Regions from separate parts of the Mus musculus genome. Here region 1 is linked to region 2. The links are chromatin contacts, called in public Hi-C maps. All regions are on one chromosome and are shown on one strand. Each heading gives the region's core, a stretch centred on a gene start, on an enhancer-like site or on the middle of the called end of the contact. The rest is flanking DNA. Distances are from core to core; before and after follow the strand shown. Region 1 has its middle 130 kb from the start of Cxcr4. Region 2 overlaps Dars (aspartyl-tRNA synthetase).

What was found. A called contact is a pair of places that touch in the nucleus more often than the background predicts.
Region 1: a Hi-C map of bone marrow-derived macrophages shows a contact between it and region 2, with 19 read pairs. The contact joins two enhancer-like sites. A contact is called at or near these places in 1 of 484 Hi-C or Micro-C datasets (bone marrow-derived macrophages), 1 of 115 datasets of contacts at active chromatin or transcription factors (differentiating embryonic stem cells) and 1 of 9 other capture datasets (liver).

The regions. Positions count from the first base shown.
Region 1 is chr1:128,718,356-128,724,043 of GRCm38.p6, forward strand. No RefSeq gene overlaps it. Among named protein-coding and RNA genes, the nearest start is that of Cxcr4, 130 kb to the left of the region's middle. Within about 2 kb of position 3,911, at least 47 of the 459 cell types and tissues checked have an H3K27ac peak or open chromatin away from gene starts, as enhancers often do. A contact at or near this core is called in bone marrow-derived macrophages, where this site is marked.
Region 2 is chr1:128,397,056-128,403,682 of GRCm38.p6, forward strand. The region is part of intron 4 of Dars (aspartyl-tRNA synthetase); the gene reads right to left. Among named protein-coding and RNA genes, the nearest start is that of Dars, 17 kb to the right of the region's middle. Within about 2 kb of position 2,151, at least 103 of the 459 cell types and tissues checked have an H3K27ac peak or open chromatin away from gene starts, as enhancers often do. A contact at or near this core is called in bone marrow-derived macrophages, where this site is marked.

The sequences.
Region 1 (5,688 bases), core at 2,661-5,160, 320 kb after region 2:
CTTTTAATGTGGATTCTCAGTATCAAACTCAAGTCCCCATGCTCTTCTAGGAGGGACTTTACCAACTGGAGCATCTCCCCAGCCACTACAACACTCTTCTATGCTCATCTCTTTGGAGACGCTGGTCATTGTCCTTCACATCTGGCTATAACTGAAGCAAAGTGAGCCAAAGGGAAAGTTGTCTCTGAAACTATGGGCCCATTGAGGTTATGATGGTTTCCTGTCCCTGTTAGGAAGAACTGCATCTGTCACACACACACACTGACAGAGAACTCTTCTTCTCAGAGTTTGTCTGGTTCGAGAACTTGGAGACATGCAAGATTCCCACACCCTCCAGTGTCTCCAAGGAAATGAGTCCCATCCCTGCTCCCAGAATGCTCCAGTGTTTTACATATGGGAGGTGCATTTCGGTGCACATGTCTTGAAGTCACTCCATCAGTCTGGGTTTGTTTAACTTCTCAGAGAAGCAGTGCCATGGGAAGGGTTGTTAAATATTTCCCAAGCAAGCTTTGAAAAGAAAAGCTGCCAGGAGGAAAAAACGGTCCACCCGAGGAAGTTATTCCTGCACTGACCTGCATTGCTCTTTGCTCTAAAGGAAACTCCAAACCTCTGAATCCAAGTGTGGCCCATATTTTACAGCCTGTTCACCTACAGGGTTCATTCAGACATGTTGCAGAATTATTGAGGGCATCCAGCAGTGTCTACCTGGACATGTGTAGAATTACTAAGGGCACCTGGCAGAGTCCATCATGAGGAGAGATGGTGGCCCAGAGGATAAGGGCAGCAGGCTAGGTTTCTGGGACCTTGGTACAATGGTTCCTCTTTTCTGCCTACCTGCACCAAACTCAGTCTTGCTCCCTCTCTGGCTGCAAAAAAGTACCTTTGTTTTAAGGCAATAACTTGGATGCTTTCCACTTACTTGTGTCTGTCTGCCTGCCTGCCTGCCTGTCTGTCTGTCTGTCTATTATTTTTCCCTGTTTATTAGCTGGTTTCAGAGTTTGTCTATATCCTGCACTTCTGGATCTCATTTAGTTGTGTGTCTTTAGGAAGGTGTTTGCTTCTTTTTTGGAACTCAGCCCTCTCTCTATTCTTACTGATTTAAGCTTGACCCCAAGATGAAAATAGCCCCACTTTTAGCCTTGGGTCCCATGAACCTGCTCAGCAGGACTGATGGCCAACCTCTGTGCTCCCCATGAAGTGTGAGAGATGAGGAAAAAAATTATAATTGTCTCCCAAAGACACAGGGATGCAAACTGAAATCTTGAAGTGCCATTCATGTCTACTATATCAGTAGAAATTAATTAATCAGATGACAGCAGGGATGGTGAGCTCTGGGCATCAAGGAACTCCCTAAGTAGGAATGTAAATTAGTACAGTCTTTTTGGAGAACAACTTGGAATATCTATTGAAATAAAAGAGGAATTACTACTGTGAAACAGCAATTCTTTCTTTGGTTATTTAGCCTGGAGACTATATTATATAGGTGTACAGATATGTCCTTGCATGTTCACATGCACCGTCCATATGTGTATTACATATGCACATATACAAACAGCTCAAGTACAAAAGAATGATCATTGTGCAGCCCAGGGTTGTGGTTCATGGAATATGTAATAGGACAGAATAGACAGAAGTTGATACGTGCCCTGGATTAACTTTCTATACAGCTGTGTAAATTTTAGACACTGACAAACTAAAGCAAGATGCCAAAGGCTAACTGTGCGGAACATATATGTGTATACGTATGCAGGTACAATTCACGTTCTTATCAGAAGGTTCATATTTATTAAAAATTAAAACTATGTGTGAAAACAACAGATTGAATAGTAACCTCTGAGGAAGGAGAAAGGGTAGACCATCCAGCACTGGTTGGGAGATGGCGAGGGGGAGCAGTTGGCCAGTAATAATAAGTTACAGTTAGGAGGAAGCAAAACAAATCTGAAGCTGTCGCTCAGGCCAATGACTACAAGCATCAGTAAGTAATGTCTGTATGTTTCAAAATGATGGATGTATTCTCAATCTTTTTACCTTAAAGAAATGGTGTTTGGGGAGATAACTATGCTTAACCTGGCATAGATGTTATCATACATACCTATACTAAAATAGCACATGGTGCCTCATTCATATGTGGATTTTTCTTCTGTGTACTCCAGTGGGAAAGTAAGTTTAAAACTTGCATTGGAAAAAGCAGTAGAGGCATGGCAAGATGGCCCAGCAGATAGAGGTGCTAATGTGCAGACCTGATGACCTGAGTTCAATTCCAGGTCCCATAAGGTGGCATGAGAGAACTGACTTCCCAGAATCCTCTGTTTCCACAGTAAAGCACTTGTGTATTACATATGTGTATTGCACATGCACACCAACTAATAGCACAAGCACAGAAAAATGATGATTATATAGCTGAAAACACACACAATGACACATAGACTCACAGAAACACATACACACACACAAGTTTTAAAAAAGACGTGAAACTTTACTTGCATGTGGACATTTTACTTCTTTGAAAGGGCATATGGAAGGAGGATTGGAGAAAGAGGGTAAGGGGTAGAAAGGAGAGAGACAGAGGGGGAGGAGGAGGGAAGGGAGAGAAAAGGGAGAATTTGAAGCTGTTTTAGCAAAATCTTGGTGATGGACTTACAGAAATATAGTATATTATTTTCTGTTGTTATGATTGAAGTATGTCATAATTACAAATTTTGAATGTATGAAAATGAATGGGGGTTGGGAATATATCTATATTGGTGGGTAAGGAGCTTAGTGTACAACCATGAGGATGCAAGTACACTTCAGGCATCCACAGAAAGGCAGGCATGGCAGCATGCATCTTTAATCCCAACACCAAGGAGTGGATGCAGAAGGCTTCTGCGAGCTCACTGATCAGCCAGCCTAGCCAACTGGTGAGTTTCAGGTTCAGTGACAGGCCTTGTATCAAAAATAAGGTAGAGAGTAACTGAGGAAGACATTCTGCTATTGACCACTGGTGTCTACATGCACACATGTACACATAGGCACATGCGAATCCTTCCTTACACATGTACACACATGAATATGTATACATATATGTGCAGAAATGTAGCATATTATTTTTCTCTATTGGTGTGACTGAACTACTTGATCCTTTAACATTTTAAATGTAAGAGAATGATTTAACAGATTCACTTTAAATCTTTTACTTTTTGACAAATATATTAATATCAATATATTAATGTGTCATATTAATATGTAAAATATACAATTATAGCAATATATCAAAACATATATATATATATATATATATATATATATATATATTCCAATTTCCTCCCCACTCCCCCTAGACACTTCCCACTATACCCCCTTTTTATCTTCCTGATCTCTTTAGACTCACTTTGGTCTTAGAAGACTGACGCTATCTAGAGATGCATAGTCAAGCATTTTCAAGCACGCCCATAGGAACATCTGGTCAACCTTTGGTTCCAGTATTTCTTCTGTGACTTTGTGTCCACACCTGCCTTAGTTGAGATGTGTGTGTACTGAATTCTCCACTAGTGGGACTCAGGAGAAGAGAATGCTCACTTTGAGAGAAACCAAGTCTCCAGGTGGCTTTAAGTCTTGAGTGCCATTTCTGCAACCCCAGCCTTGAGCTTCCCACCACAGTGCATGTTGGAACTGTGAGAATCAGGGCCCCTGGCCAGCCTTGTTGGAGGACCCAGGGAAAATAGAGGAAGCTGAGCTTGGAACCTGCTCTCTGGTGTTCCTCTTTGGAAAGGCTGGCATGTAAGGGGACTTGCCAGGATAAGCCTGCAGAGAGGAGGAAGCCAGACTCTCAGGGTAAAATTCTGTTGAAGTACGGTAAACAGCCCAGGACTGTTGCTTTCCCAGACCTTACTTCCCTAAACGAGGGCATGTGCTACAAAGGCCTGGTGATAGAACCCTGGGATCTGTAAGGCCAGGCTAACAGAAAGGCAAAATCTGAGCCAGTGACTCATGGGGACCTTCCAAAGTTCTCTTTCTCCTAGGACTTTTGAAAAGCCTCCTAGAAGCAGATATCACATGTCAGACTCCACTCTTGTCTCTGTGCCAAAACAACTTCCTCAGATTCTTTGTGTCCATTAACATGTAGCCAAGCTCAGGGCCTCGCTAGCAACCAGAAAAAAACAAAAACAAAAACAAACAAAAAATGGATATAAATGAGAACTAGTATCTTTTAATCTTGGGACTAATATCTCTATTTTGTAGTAAGCAGGATCACACCACTTTCAAGATTTTCTTCTATTTCTCTCTCTCTCTCTCTCTCTCTCTCTCTCTCTCTCTCTCTCTCTCTCTCCCCCCACCCCCCGTGTGTGTGTGGTGTTTGTTTGTGTGTGTGTGTCTGATGGTGCATGCACATATGGTGAAGAAGCTAAAGGTGATATCAACTGTCTTCGTCAATCATCTCCAGCTTAGATCTTGACATAGGGTCTATCACTAAACTTTCAGATTCCTTCCTCTCTTGGCTAGGCTGGCTGGTGGGACCCAGAGGTTCTCTCCCTTTCCAGTGCTGGAACTATAAATGTGGGCTGTAGTGCTTGGCTATTTTTAACTGGATTCTGAGGGATTGAACTCTGGGCCTAATGCTTTAGCAGCAAGCACTTTACCCACTGAGCCATCTTCACAACTCCCTAAGTTCCCTTCTTTTAGGAGAAAAAAAAATGGTAAAAGATTTGAAGAAGCAACAAAAACATCACAGTAGATGCCAGGATAAGGGTTACAATTCGTACAGCTCTATCTGAACATCTTTTAATCTAGGGTTTTTTGTTTTTGTTTTTTTTTTGTTTTTTTTTTAATGCAAAGACACCAGAATTGGGCCTGAGTGAATGGGGTTGCAGCTGCCACTCACTCAGTATGATCTCAGGCTAGAACATGAGGGCGGAGGTGGGACAGCAACTGCCAGAGTGTATGCTTGACTAGTTCAAAGCTCTTGCCTTACCTGGTCCTTGCCTACAGATTCACACTACAGATCAGTGATTACAGGGGTTTGCTGCGTGTAGGGTCCCCAGGAGCTTTAAAGGATAGGGGAAGAATCTCTGGTATGCCGCCAACCAACTATTGCAGAATCTCAGAGACAAGACTCCTGCGTCTGCACTTTCTTTTGGTATTTTGAGTTTGTCTGTGCATGTGTGTATGCATCTGTGTGCATCTGGAGGCCACTGGGTGTCCTGCTTTATCTGAGATAGAACCTCACATTCAACTATAACTGTACCTAACCTGTCAACCAGCAAGCCCTGGGTCTCCCCACTCCCCACGCTGGTGTTACATGCGAGATTTTAACATAGGTGCTGGAGATTCATACTTGAGTCTTCATGTCCGTGAAGTAAGAGCTATAACCCCAGCTCTTTATCTTCATTTTGTTTAATTCCCTGGGGGTTCTCACCATGGCCTTTGTTCCTAGGGTCCTAGTGAAAAAGATCAAATCCCAGAAGATTTCATGATGTTAACTTCAACCCAAGACCACTGGGGGGTGGTTTCCCAAGGACCAGCTGCTGAGCCAAATGTTTCCAGTGGATTATCTAATTAAAATTTCAAAGCAACACACTGAGATAACTTATTTCTTTCACAGAAGAGGAAACTGACCTTCAAATAAGTTAAGGAACTTGCTCAAGGTGATGAAGCAGAATGTGATTTGACTTCAGAGGGTGAACTTGGCCCTGATACGATCAAGGTGGA
Region 2 (6,627 bases), core at 901-3,400:
CAGATGGTTGTGAGCCACCATGTGGTTGCTGGGAATTGAACTCAGGACCTCTGGAAGAGCAGTGGGTGCTCTGAACCACTGAGCCAGCTCTCCAGCCGGGTCACTGGTTTCTATTTGGTACATTACTGCACATTTTTTTCTCTCATTTGCAGAGAATATGGAATGCTTCATAAACTTTATGTCATCATTTCACGATAGTTTGTTGAATTTATTTGTATTTTTTTAAATGCTGAAGAAGCTTAACACACTTTTATTTTGTAGCTCATAAGTCACTGCAATATGCACATCTCTACAGCACTGCCCGAATTATCACCCAGCCATTTCCTTCTAAGTTCCAGTTATGTTTAGTGCTTGAGGCACACAAACACCATTCCATTTACACTATACAAGTGCCCATAAGGTAGGGATTATCATTTAAAGATGAAAAAACAAAACAAAACACCCAGATCCTAAGGAGTTAAATAATCAGCTGACCACAAATAAGTCAAAGGTTATTTGTTACTAAACCAAAAAGTAGCACTAAATTTAAATATATCTTCACACTTGCAAACAATACACTTTCATTCTTTTTTGGAGACCCCCCCCACCCCACCCCCCGCCCCCAGACAGGGTTTCTCTGTGTATCCCTGGCTGTCCTGGAACTCACTTTGTAGACCAGGCTGTCCTCAAACTCAGAAATCCTCCTGCCTCTGCCTCCCAAGTGCTGGGATTAAAGGCATGTGTGCCACCACGTCTGGCTACACTTTCATTCTTAAGACCCTATGGGCTACAATGTTTCTCTAAAGCTTTGTGACACGCCAAGTAATGGGCCACCTGCTAAGAGTTTTCCAATGTTCAGGAATCTTATTACCTTCTTCAATAGCACTGATATAGTTTGATGCCCTAATGTTGTCAACTTCAGCAGAGCTCAGCAGAATCTTTGTATGAAATAATAAGTCATTAATTATATTTAAGCTAGGTGATTTAATGCCATAAACTAGCTGGGAATTTCTGACATCAGATTTCAGACTTAATCTTATGTGTGTATGGAGCTCCTAAGGTCAGAGAATAACTTACAGTGCCAATCCTTGCCTTCTAGTTTGTTTGAGACAGGGTCTTCTTATCATTTTCCTGCTTTGTATGCCAGGCTAGCCAGCCAGAGCTTCCAGGAAGTCTCCTGTCTTTACTCTTCTATATCCCTGTACAAGTACTGGGATTACAGACCTGTAGGATCCTGTGTTCATTATTTACATGGGTGATTCAAAATCAGGTCCATAAGCTTAAATGATATGGCAAATGCTTTACCCACTGAGAAATCTTCCCAGTCTTAGACTTAAGTTTTTTTAAAAATTACTTATACATTTGTACATGGCTGTTTTGCCTTCACACCATATGTGCACAGTGCTTACAGGTGCCAGAAGAGGATGTCAAATCCCCTGCAACTGGGGCTATAAACAGTTATGAGCTGCTATGCAGCTGATAATCAGATCCAGTTCTCTGTAAGAATAATTCGCTCCCTTAATTGTTGAATTATCTCTCCAGGCTTCCTAGATTAATTTTTTGTTGTTGTTGTTTTGTTTTTTTGTTTTTCGAGACAGGGTTTCTCTGTGGATCCCTGGCTGTCCTGGAACTCACTCTGTAGACCAGGCTAGCCTCGAACTCAGAAATCCGCCTGCCTCAGCTTCCCAAGTGCTGGGATTAAAGGCGTGCGCCATCACTGCCCAGCTCCCTAGACTAATTTTTAAAGCATACCTTTATCCAAAATTTCAGGACAGAGCTACATAGTCATTTCTTCCCTAACAGATAGCAACTTGTTCCAACAAAGAGTCAAAGCACGTAGGTTCAAGGAGCAGTAATGAATAACAATGCAAAGGCTTAGCCTAAGCTACCAACTTATCCAAGTGGATAATTGGCTTCTTTGGGTCTCAACTCTAGGTAAGTATTTACTCTTACCAGCAAACTAATATGTTTCCATAGTTTTTAATCTTTTTCCCCTTGTTGACCCAAGTTTGGCCAAGTGCCCGGACCAGTACAGATGTTAATAAATAAGTTTTCTAAGTCAGTGAGACTTCTGAGTAATAGTCTTTCTATTTCACAGCTCTAATAGTTACAATGTAGTAAATCAGAATGTTTATACCTACCAACCAGTGAAATATCTATTTTAGGAGAAATATCTCAAAGGAAGGAAAGTAAACAAAACTAGTATGTAGCTAGGTGACTCACTAGAGAATGAGGAATGTACTTGTGACTCAGCTGCTATCAGTAAATCATTTAACCACAATGACTAATACAAAGAAAAATAAAGCCAAGCACATATATTTATGTACAGAATAAACTTTGTTTTCAGAGTCAAAACAGCCTGATGTTGAGGTAGAGTGAGGATGAAGAATAATACGTAATTCTTAATTTTAAAAACTACTGAAGCAGAGGCCAGGAGAACTCTGTGAGTTCCAAGTCAAACTTGTCTATACAGCAAGTTCCAGGCCAGCCAGGGTACAAGGTGAGAGACTGTCTCTAACAAAACAAACATTGAAATTACTATCCATATTAGTTACAGCTCTTTAAAGCTGCTGCTACAAAATCAGCCTTAAGCCTCAAAAACTTGCATTTATATTAACTGTTGTCCGCTATTAATACTCGATACTGAAAGGCTTCCAGAGCACCTTACCAAAATAAAAACAAACAAATCCAAAAAACTGCCTTTATAAGACTTAATTGTAACTCACACAAATGATAATGAATTAAAAACTTTTTTCAAAAGAAAAAAAGTCCGACTTCTTGCTCAGCTCTTTAAAGAATCAGGTGACAATGTAAAGTGAGGTCAAAAGCTCAGCCCTCTGCTTCCCGAGAAATTCCATTTTCAGAAAGACCGTCAACCATTTCAGACACACAATTAAGATTCTGGCCTTAAAATCCCTATGGAGGCGGATGTGCCAACCTCCCTGTGTAATTCATTCAGCTGCTTCATTTTTCTGCTCATTCAGTCACAAGAAAATTGATCTAACAGATTGATTAAAATGATCTGCTCAAGCGTCCTATGGCACTGAATCTAATTAGTGAGCCAACTTTTGGGTGAGAATATTGATAAACTGGACGATCCCAGGACACATTTCCCTCCACATTAAATTCCAATGTTTCTTTTCAAGGAAAAAAATTTCAAAAGCTCAAAATTAGCAATACAGTTTAGTCAATAAGGACTCAGATTTAATATCTAAAGTAAATGCTAAGATCATTATCTACTTAAGATATTAAAAGTGACCTTGATTTTTGCCTTTTAAGTGATTAGGAAACCCCAGCTGGAACTATCTGATTTGGTATTTTTAATAGTGGAGTCCTAGCTTTTCTCCACCTGGTAAAAGACCAATGGGAATAGGGTTAAACATAGGGCTGTATGGAATTAACATATAAATACCATTCTCCCCCCCACTTTGTAGAGTAAGTTCACTGTTTTATTGTCCAGTGTCCTTGGGTTGCAATCTTCAAAATGGAAACACCTAGAGAGCCAACAGAGTTCAGGTCCTCCCTCTGCAGTAAAATCAGCCACAAGTATTTCATATGTAAAACTGACCCAGGAAAGAAGTAAACACTAAATGAGGGTTAAAAGCAGCCTTTTCTTCATTTCTGCGGGTATTATTTTCTAAACCAGATTCTGGCAGCACTGTTAGCTGGCCCACTCCCTAAGCAGCTGGCTTCCCCCAAACAATGTGCTACAAAATATTCTTTTCAATCACTTCATGCTTCATTGGTCCTCAAATTTTTAACGTCAGCTAAAAACATAAGTAAGCTTTTCACTGTATTTAAGCACAACACCCAGAACTGGTTTAGAAGCTGGTCATGTGTTGTTTTGATCTTAATAGGAGGCCACTGCATATTTTATGGAACTCACTGTTTTCCAAATATTTCTTGGGTAATTATACTTATAAATGAGAGGATAAAAAGCAAATATCCTCAAGAATTCTGCTAACTAATGAAAGTATCTAAAGGCTGTAAGTCTTCAATCTTAACCCCCACTGTCAGGCAGAATATATAGCAACTGAGTGGCAGATCAGGTCACGATCCCACACAATGGCCTCAGTCTGGGTGTGAGAAAAGCACCAGGAGTCTGTAGAACAAGGAACTTACAGACATTGCCCGTCAAGGGGAAGAGAAAGGAACAGAGATGAGGGAGTTCTGGGTGAGGAGCAGGATGATGGGGAGCCTTGAGGGAAGGGTCTAAGAGAACAGTAGAGTTATTTCTACTGAGTTCCCTAAACTCTGAAGCCATCTTCCACTCCTGTTATTTTCCTTATTCCCACACAGGAGTAGTTAGCAAACAGGGAAGATGTTTTTCAAGAAGATGTAACACTTGTTTAAGAACAATGCCAACAGTATCTGAGTTAGGCAACACCAATGAGAAACACGAGGCCAATGTTATTAGCTATGCCCATGTGCACTTGATGTCCCACCTTCCCTCCAATTCCAGGCAGCTTCCACAGGACTTCACAACAACAGAAGCTACATTTCTTTCACAAGCAAATTACAGATATTTTTCTCAAAGTAAAGTGCCATACTTAACTATGTATTTACTAACCACCCAACATTTGTAAAACTGTTCAACCTACCTTTAAAAAGTCGTATTCTTGCCCTTTACAAATGAGCCATTAAAGGCCGGGCAGTGGTGGCGCACGCCTTTGATTCCCTGCACTTGGGAGGCAGAGGCAGGTGGATTTCTGAGTTCGAGGCCAGCCTGGTCTACAGAGTGAGTTCCAGGACAGCCAGGGCTACACAGAGAAACCCTGTCTCGAAAAACAAACAAACAAATAAACAGAGTCATTAAGTTTCTCAGCATTATGCCGTTAGCCTCACCCATAAACCGTGATCTTATTGCCCAATTTCATGCTGCACAGTGATTTTTAGGAATGTATATGTCACACAACAGAACTGACAATGTCTTAAGTCCCATTTTTGAAAAATGTAATTTTATAGGATGCTCATGTCTGAATGTCCTGGGAACACTTTCTCTTGGAGGAACAGAGAGCAATTTAGGGAGGTTTAGCTTGTACAGCTGTGTGACAAATAACTGCAAGGCAGTACATGGAGCAACAGGACCAGCCAGCCGGCCGGCGCTTGCGCTTTACAGATGCTTAGCAGAAGACAGTTACTTTGACTTCTAAGTCTATGGCTGCATTTCCCCAGCAGTTGTATTACACAGCTGCTTCGCTGGGGGATTCTGCACTTCATTCCTCACAAAGGGAGTGAGGTGAATTATACAATGCACTGCTAAAGGCCATGCTGGTAAGAAAAAGGCCAAAGCCTCATTATCAAAAGTATGTGAGACTATTAGATCTATCTGGCAGCATAAAGGTTCCACGTTTAGAACTATTAAATTTTTTTATTACTGAGATTATTCAGAAAAAGTAACTATCAGTACAAACAAGAAACTCAGTTATAACTCCTTTTCTCCTATTGTTTCAACAGCACGCTTTTAAATATGGGGTGATTCCTTGGGAAGGTCCTTGTGTTTTATAAAAAATAAAATAAAATAAAATAAACATTAATGTTAATGTTAGAAAACTTAATTCCTCCTTTGGAAAATTTTTTTTTGTATCAATGAATTCAAAATACTTCCCTTTACTGTATAAACCCCACTGTTCCCCCATCCTGCTGATGGTCTTCTCTTAGACCCCTTCCTCACTGCTCCCATCATCCTGCTCCTCACCCACAACTCCCTTATCATATCTATTCCCGTGTAAACAACCCAGTATTTCAATCCTGTATTTCCTTTGTTAAAGAGACAGACCCACAAAGATTCCAAACCAGCGCTTTAACTCATCTGGTGGTTGCACCAATATTTTTAAGAAAATTGTCTTATCAAGCAACCCAAACAACTACCAAATACCACCATGAGTCTTAGTTACAAGAATTGTCATTTTTTTTTTACAAGGTAACAAAAGCCATCAATACACCTACAATTAATTACTCTGGCTTAATCCTTTGTTATGTCAGTGCCAAAAGTATACAATTATAATGTAAGTATGATGTACTAAAGCTATTGTATAAAATTGACACTATCACTTGTACATAACTAAAGATTTTATAATTTGCGATAGCTTACTTTCTCCCACACATTGCTAACTGTATAAAGCCTAATTTTTAATGCACTAAATAAATAGATACATGCTTTGAAATTGTTTTAGGATGTACCTTTAATTCTAGCACCTGGGAAGCAGAAGCAAGTTGTGTCTCAAAAAACCAACCAACCAAAACAAAACCAAAGGATCAACAACAAAATCTTACAGCCTAACTGTTAAGTATGAATGCCATCTAGATCTTCATTGAGTTCTACTTTATAAACCATGAATGTAGAATTATCTATATTTCTCTGTTTAAAAGAAAATTGATTTCTCATATTTGTGAGTAGGTGAATGCCCATGGAGGTCGGAGGACAACAATGTAGGTATCATTCCTCAAACTACCAGTATTTTGAGGAAGGGTCTCGAATTGCTCTGGGTCTTGCCTTGCACAACAGGTTGGTTAATCAGTGAGCTCCAGGGATCCTCCTGTTTCTGCCTTCCCAGTGTTGGTATAATAAGAACACACCACCATGCCTGGATTTTTTCAGTAGGTTCTGGGTACTAAACACAGGTATACTCCAAGTACTTTATCAAC